2 separate regions of the Zea mays genome follow, and region 1 is linked to region 2. A link is a contact called in public Hi-C data. All regions are on one chromosome and are shown on one strand. Each heading gives the region's core, a stretch centred on a gene start, on an enhancer-like site or on the middle of the called end of the contact. The rest is flanking DNA. Distances are from core to core; before and after follow the strand shown.

What was found. A called contact is a pair of places that touch in the nucleus more often than the background predicts.
Region 1: a contact with region 2 is called in a Hi-C map of tassel, with 2.9 times the contacts expected there. The contact joins the promoter of LOC100192544 here to the promoter of LOC103630019 in region 2. A contact is called at or near these places in 2 of 25 Hi-C or Micro-C datasets (endosperm and tassel).

The regions. Positions count from the first base shown.
Region 1 is chr6:133,313,875-133,318,367 of Zm-B73-REFERENCE-NAM-5.0, reverse strand. LOC100192544 (Transducin/WD40 repeat-like superfamily protein) reads right to left here and starts at 1,806. Exons shown (of 10, transcript NM_001137763.1): 1 at 1,513-1,806; 2 at 1,218-1,416; 3 at 1-26. The coding sequence starts at 1,391.
Region 2 is chr6:133,015,203-133,019,340 of Zm-B73-REFERENCE-NAM-5.0, reverse strand. It overlaps LOC103630019 (putative phospholipid-transporting ATPase 9), which reads left to right and starts at 1,848. Exons shown (of 11, transcript XM_008651115.3): 1 at 1,848-3,152. The coding sequence starts at 2,757.

The DNA of each region.
Region 1 (4,493 bases), core at 557-3,056, 300 kb before region 2:
GCTGATGTGTCCCTTATCCTAGTGAGCTGTAGAAACATGGACAGTTGTCAATATGAATAAGTTATAAACACTAAATGAACAAAACCGTCTGAGCAACCTTAAGGTTCGAGTCATATTCATCATTTATCAGTTTTGGCATAAAAATAGACATAATCCAAGAAATATCAAACAGATTTTAATTGCTGGTAAGCTGCAGCCATCATCATATCATGATTGATCATTGCCTAAGCCGATGCAAATAAGTGCTGGTGGACCTTGTGCTTATGCCAAAAAAATGCCACACAGTTAAGTGAGTAGTTAATACAAAAAGTGAATTAATTATTAATTTTAACTCCAATCAAGAAGGACAAGACATGAGTCAAATATTCTAATTGGAATCTGTGTTTCAAGCTTGTTGGTCCAAGCCCAATCAAACAAGGATGAAACAATGCATCTGTGACACCGTGCCATGTTGGCCATAGAAAATTATGCAACAAATGCCTAGTACGAAAGCGACCTGTCAGAGAGGATGGTAAACCAAGTCATTATTGGCTGAAGATAAGCACAAGAAAAGAAGATACATAGCATTCTAGACCTACATGACTGGCCAAAACGAATCTGCGCCACAAGCCCCATTGACATCAAGTCTCCCTGTCCCATAAACAATTAGCAACCAAGGACTAAATGAGTAAAAATCAACACTGGAACTTAGAGAAATCTTTCCCGCTTTTGTTTATCACTCCGCTAATGTCTCCTCGCAATTTGGCATGCGCTTTGAATTTTGGTAGAAACATACTACTACTGCAAATTAACATTACTATCCTACCTACAAAACAATTGCCTTCTTTTTTTCAATTGGTTTTCCGCTTATGCTTTCCCACATGGTTCACCCCATCAATAACATCACACCTACACACTTACACCTTAAAACTTAGCATAAATTATAGCAATATAAACTTATATTCGAGATAGAATAGAAACCTAGTACACATGAAGATCCATCTATGTCCACCAGCAATTTGAATGATCTAGCACAGACATGTAACCCGCCGTGCTACCCACCAAACCCTGAATGATCTCAAGCTCTTCCGCAGGTGAATAAAAAGCCAACAGGAACCTTAGGCAAGCAATTAGGAGTACGACTGGAGCCATCACGCGTCGGCTACTCAGATTTACGAATTCGACCTAAACAGAGGTACTCCACCCATGGCAGAAGCACCATGAAAGGTCATACGCACCAGCAAGTACTCATCATCACCATCCATGCCGCCATCCCTCCGGTCGGCATCGCGGTCGTGGAACTCGCCTTCCACATCCATCTCCATGCCCATCTCGCCGTCCGACGCCCAGCCGTCGTGGTCATCCACGACTCGCTCCGCCGCATCAGCGCTGTCCCGAGCGCTCGCCGCCATCCCGTGGCCGCGTCGAACCGCAACCCTGTCCGCACCAACCAAACATTCAGATCACACAGGCGACATGCGGACATAAGAGAAAAAAGATCAGAAGGCAAGCCACCAGCCCACCAGCCCCTACCACGAAGGAAAACAAGAGCGGCTGTGCCGTGCGGCTCGTGATGTGCACTGCGCGTCCGCGCCGCCGGGTGAGATGTCGAGAATGAAGAAGCGCGGGTTGATGAGCCGCGGGCCTCCGAGAGCTGGAGAGCTGCGAGAGGGAGGAGCTATGTCGGCGGCGGCTCACGGCGGCTATGGATCGGGAGGCGGAAACGTGTGGAGGGGGATGAGAGCGCGGCCGTGCTTTTGGTGCCGTGCGGCGAAGCAAGGTTCGAGAGAGCCAAGCTCGATCCGGCAACGCGATGGGGTGGATAGCGACGGGGAGGGAATAGGGTAACGGCGTTTTCTAGAAGACGTGACGACGGGGACAGGGACGGGACATTTGCACACGGCACACCAGTGGCAGTGTCGCTGGGTGGACCTATGCGACTATGCCCTGTGGTGGCGGTGTGATGTAGGGGGTGTTTGGTTACACCCCGCTAAAATTTAGCCCCTGTCTCATCGAATGTTTGAACCTCCGTTCCGGGTATTAAATTAAATGTAGTCGGATTATAAAACTAATTTGTCAGCCGAAGATTAAAAGACGAGACGAATCTAGTCCAGTTGATTGGGTCTATATTTCATACTCCTATTTAAAAGTCAAACGCTTGATGTGACCCGGACTAAACTTTAGTAGAAACAACCAAACACCCCGTAGTCATCGTGTCGAGTAGGCTGGTGGGATCCAGCAGAATTAAGGAAACTTTGCATACACAAAGGCAAAAATCATGGATTTTTTATTGTGCGCAGTGCCAACTGCCAAGGTTCGTTGATGTTAGACATTTTTTTATATTGTATACTCCCTCCGTCCATTCATTTTAGATTAATCACATATTTATTAAATAATATTAAATATAGGTTATATATATTATCATTTGAATGAATGTTGATAGAAGAAAAAGTGAGCTAAAAATAACTATATTTTGAAACAGAGGAGAGAGTATAACATAGCTTACTAATGATGATGATAAAATGCTAGCGTCATGACATGACCGCGATTTCGCGAACATAAATTTGTTTTTGGACCTACGATTTTTTGTAATTAAAAGATACATAAGTACATTGTATACTAGAAAAAAGATAAATAGACAATTACATTCACAATTAGTATACATACTAGTTAATTACCTATGCATTGACACATTGACCTTAGTTAAATGAGATATTTTTCAAACACGATTATATTTTTTCCCAATTATTGGTATATATATATATTTATATTTATAATATATCTCCTTTATATAACACAAATGGAATCCTATTGTTTGCACTCCATTTTTTTCTTTATTCCAGCAGTTGCGAGGCAGGAGGGACAGTGGGAGCAGCATTCCGCGCTAAAAACGATGCTTCAATACAGAAGGTAGAAAATAGCTCCTACCTCTATCACCATCTGGAAGCATTTTTCTATATCTTCATATTTGGTGAGACTTCAGGCATGTTTGGTTCGTTACCCCAATTGCCACACTTTGCCTAACTTTTCTGCCTAAGGTTAGTTATTCAATTCGAACGACTAACCTTAGGCAAAGTGGGGCATAGTTAGCCACAAACCAAACAAGCCCTTCGTCTCTCGTTTTCCTAGGGACGCCTTTAGAGATGAAATGAGAGCTAGACTAAAAACCCTAATAAAGTTTGAACCCTTGAACTTTTAGGAAAAAAAGAGATGGCGAGAAATTCATTTTTTCAACTTTGGAACATATTTGGGACTTCGGTCTGTATCAAGGATTCTCAATATTCATTATGTCATTATGTAACAACACTAGAGTATGTAAAGTACTAAAAAGAAAGAGATTTAGGAGAGAGCGGAGCATAGATTGGCACGTGGTGAATTAGAGAGGTCCTCTTGCTATTCATCGATTGATGAATATAAAAGCAAATAAGATTACAAACACATACAAAACTGAGCATCAAGATCTCTTAGTTCCCCCTCACCTCTTGTTTTGTGGTGAGAGTTCTAGTCTAATGATCCTAATTCACCTTTATGCTTGCACTCTATACAGAATAAAACTCTTGTGGAAGAGAATGTTGTGGCTAGTTTGGGTGTGACTAGCCCTAGTCATGTGGAGAGTCTCCTAGTTAGAAGTTAGAACTTAGTCCCCTAACACATGAAGTGATCTAATCTCCTAAAGCTTTACATTGTCCCCCTTTTATAGTGCAAGGGGAGAGTGGTTACATCAAACAAACATTGGATCCCGCTAGCTAAGAACCAAATACTTCGTTCTTATCATGTTTCTGTTTCTGGGGTTATATGCAAAGCCATGCCTCGGATCGTGGTGTAGTATCAGAGACAATGTGATTATACACCAAGCTATATATATATATATATATATATATATATATATATATATATATATATATATATATATATATATATATATATATATATTACTATTTGTATGACCTAAATGTTACTTTAGTTAGTAGTTGGTATGATACTATTTTAGGAGGAATAATAAGGTATAATTGACCCTATGTGTTGCTAATAAGTTATGCATCATGCTGAGATTTTTGTTTGTGCATATGTTTCTGAGACAATGTGACTATACACCCTTTTCTTACAAATCTCGAGGACGAGATTTCTGTTAAGAGGGTAGGATTTGTAAGGCCCAAAATTTGTATAAGAAAAAATAAAAATAATAACAATAATAATAAAATAAATATATGAAGAGATAAAATAGTAAATTCAGATATCTCAAATTATACTCGAGTGTTGAAAATTGAGGACTGAATTTTGAAAACCAAGAATTATTTTAGAACAGAAGTAATAGAAAAAATTTCTATTCAACTAAATGATTATGCATATCATTAAATGATGTGCCATAAGCATTTATTTACATGAATATTTAATCTTGAAGTAACTTCTACTTCTTATCCCGCATTCAAAATACTATTTTACTAAAAAGAAAGAAAACAATATGAGTGTTTTTCATATTTCAAACATCTACTAAACAAATAAATCAAATAAAA
Region 2 (4,138 bases), core at 599-3,098:
TCAAAGTTGTTCAAACTTCTTAAAACCTGAACTCAAGATGAATCAGTCCATACCCGCTAATGAAAAAAAAATCTAGGAGTGTCTCCTATGTCTAAAGTAGCCCACGATTCCGAACAAACTTAGATTCAAGAATTCACTAAAAAATAAAAAAGAGCTTGAGCGAGAGAAATCAAATAAAAATTCTAATGCAATTTAGACTTGGACATGGATTTACCATAGAGGACAAGACGTGGTTAAGGCCATGCTTTCCAAATTACAAGTACATTGATGTAAAAATCCAAATCACCTAAGGATCTCCTAACAAAAGAAAATAGAGAGTAAAAACCAAAAGCTAGCTAGATGGTTGGTTGGTTGGTGCAACCCATACTTCTTATTTATATAGGGTATTTTACACTCCCAACATACCCTTAGATATATAGAGCTTATCCACTCAGTCAAGTATAAAATGGATCAATTCCCATCCCGACAACCTGATGACCATGCCCCCTCATAAAGTTGCATCGCCTTGATGCATCCTCTGTGATGGCTCCATGTGTCGCCTCCGCTTCCGTTTGAAACCACATCACTGAGTTTTGAGGCCAAACCCGTGAAACCGTTGTTGGGTGATTTTAAATCTCAAACACCAAGCCTCTATAGGTAACATACTTCATATGTGTCCCCACATCCTAGACTTGTGTCTTGTCGATCCTCAATTGTGTCGACAACACAATCCACATGGCTATGTCCTCGTGCTTGCGATGTCTTCAGGTATCAGCCACCACATCTGGTCACCCAGCTTCTCTAGTCTATCAGTTAACACTCATCACTCATCCTTCAGTTCTCTCGGTTTATTGGCACGAACTCGCATGACCTTCACCTTTATCATCGACCACCGTCTACGGACTCTGCACCTGCACATCACAAAGGTAAGAGACATATTGCATACACACTCACACCTGGATAGTCTACACGACTCAAACTAAGATGCTAGTATGTTAACAGTCACTTATCACAAACTCAAATCACAAGGACACATCTCAACCTTATGTACATACTAGTTTTCCCTATTTATAGCAACCAACTCACTAAATGGTGGCTGATCATTGAGTAACATAGACTCGCTTTGCATTCTAACAAACGAAACATTTCCATAATTATCTTTGTCCACAATGTCGTCATGGTGCGAAGCTATTAGATTATCCATCTGTTTCATATGAAAACTTGAGTATACCTTCAAACAAATTTAGATATAGGTGACTAAGTGCAACCAGATTGCTAACTAACTAAATACTATCAAACTAACTAAATTTTAGCTAATTAACTAGTTACACAATATCTAACTTATATACCTAACTAACTACATATGATGCCAAGTTACCTAAACTTAATAAATAACTACTACTAACTAGTAAATACTAACAAAATTTTAAGTTACTAAATATAACTACCTAAACTTACTACTACCAACTACCTACCTAACTAAATAACTACTACTAATTAATAATTGCATAATTTACTAACTAAATCACGAACTAAGTTATTAATAAAAAAATAAGATAGAGACTGAGGGCTAGCATCAAGACTGAAGATGAAGAGTGGGGACGATGATGATGAGGGTCAACTGTGAGGACAGAGTGAGAGTAGATGCGAGATACACGAAATAAGGTTAGACGAGTCACAGATACCATACAGAAAAAAAGAAGCCACACTGTTTTGCTCTGTGAATTGTAATATTTACAAAGTAAAGTTTGAAATAATTATAAAATAGGATATAGGATGAGTTCAGTTTCAGGTATGGATATTATAGGTTATAGCATCGATTCTTAAGTCCTAAAAACCAGTTTTGTCCCGCTAGAGATTTTCGAAGAAGGGCGAAAATAAAAAAATCAGTTAGGAGGCCACAAACTACCAAACCGATCGCACACGTCGCCGTGCACTTCGCTTCGTCGGCATTGCGTTGCTCCGCCCCGCGCGGCGCCTGCTCACTCCCATTTTCCATTGACCTCGCCCCTCTCGTCCGTCTCCTCCCTCCCTGTCCCGGAGCTTCGATTTTTCCCTTCGAGAGGAGCCACATGATTCACCGTCGGAAAGAGGCAAGGCAACGGAACCCGAGCCGCTCCGCTTGAGGTGAGGTGGGGTCCCCGTCTGGGTCGGGGGGGCATTACCTTGCCGCCCCCGCGCGAAGGGAGATTCCCGCCACCTATAGTCGTCCTCTCGTGGGCCATTTTCTGCCTTGGGGAGAGCATAGACGCAGCGCCGCGGGAAAGCCGGGCGCCGCATGGATCGAGACATCTGGTGTTCCCGTCTCAAGAGTCTTGGCGTAGCGGGGCGGAGGAGGAGGACGGGGTTCCGGAGCGCAGGGCCGCGGCGGCACGCCGGGATTTCAGAGGCGCCGCGCTGTTGAGTGTTGACGTCTTCTCGATCCTGGGAGGAGCTGATTTCTCTGCTGAGGGCCTGGGGTGGCTCTCGGTTCAGTCCCTCTCCCTGTGCAGTTTATTTGCTTTTTTTAGGTAGTTGGGGGCTACTTGTTGGTTGGGAGAGGAGCTGAATTATTGCGAGCTGCATTCTTGGAGATTCTTGCTGCTCGAATCTCAGCTGCTCTTCTTCAGAGGGAATTGCCAATTGCGTTCTGCAGTAAGATTGATTTGGACAAGGTTGGAGCGAATTGGCTGCTACGGCGGGGAGTTCCAAAAAAAACCCGTGAGGTTTTGGCCTTGTCGACTTCTTGGGGCATCTGGGAGTAGCTTTGGTGCAGTGATTCACTTGAGTCTGGAGGAATGGCGCCGACGAAGAGGCTGGAGAAACTTAAGCTCAGCACATTGTTGACTTTCATGCGTTGTCACGGGGGCTCTAGTGATGACCACTTACGGATTGGGACAGTGGGGTTCTCCAGAGTCGTGTACGTCAATGAGCCTGATAGGCTTGAAGAGGAGGGATTCAGTTACCTGCTGAATGAGGTGTCGACGACAAAGTACAATCTGGCCACCTTCCTGCCCAAGTCCCTCTTCGAGCAGTTCAGGAGGGTGGCCAATTTCTACTTCCTTGTCTCTGGTATCCTTGCCTTGACTCCACTTGCACCATACACGGCAGTGAGCGCGCTTGCGCCGCTGTGTGTCGTGATTGTAGCCACCATGGCAAAAGAAGGGGTTGAGGACTGGCGGAGGAAACAACAGGTATCATTCTTGTGGTCTTGCTTACAACCAAGCTGTAATATTGTTTATTTGATTTCGTTCATGACATGACCCCTTTGTTTTGAATAAACTCAACAAGCTCATATGCTTTAGTTAATCCATATTTGTTTCATATACTGTACAATAAATTGGAACATATTTTGCTTCCTCTTTCTTGGTGTTGGGATTGCCGGGTTCATTCTCTATACATATCTGGGTTTGGAGAAATAATATACATTTGGAGAAATAATATACTGTACATTCATTATTTTTACAAACTATGAGTTCTCATTATGAACAATTCACTGAGCTATATTAGCTATATTATCATGTATTTTGGTGTCTGAAACTTAAACTCTTAATTTGACCATTTTCCATGCTTCTGCTTTGACCATGTGATTCATTATTGATTTTACTTACAGTTCTCTATTCTGCCTGTGTTGTTGTGTGTCATGATGTAGCAATAGTTTTTAGCCTTAGTTATATCAATTAATATTCAAAGAAAGTCATCTTAGGGAAAACTTTATCGGCGATAGGATGTCCGATAAACCCGATTTTCCTGTTTATCGGTGAGCTCCGATATGTTTTCTTTATCGGCCGAAATTTTTAAATTTTTTGAATTGCCATTTGCCACATGTTCAAATTAAAAGTCGGTTGGTCTATATGTCTTCTCATGCTCTCCTAGGGCACTAAAAACCCTATATTTTTTCTCAATACTTGATTGGTTGGTCTGTGTTGGTTTCATTTGTTAAATGTCCAAATAAAGTCTATGTGATATATAAACAAACTAAGTCATTTTCTTTAAATTTGCACCGATTTTTTTTGCTTATCATCGATAAAATTCCGCTAATTCCGATAATCCTGTTTATCGCCAACCTCCGATATTTTTTCCTTATCGATAAAGTGAACCCCTGGGTTCGACTCCCCGTGGGAGCGAATTTCAGGTTGTGGTTAAAAAAAATCTCCTCGTCTGTCCCACGCCAAAGCAC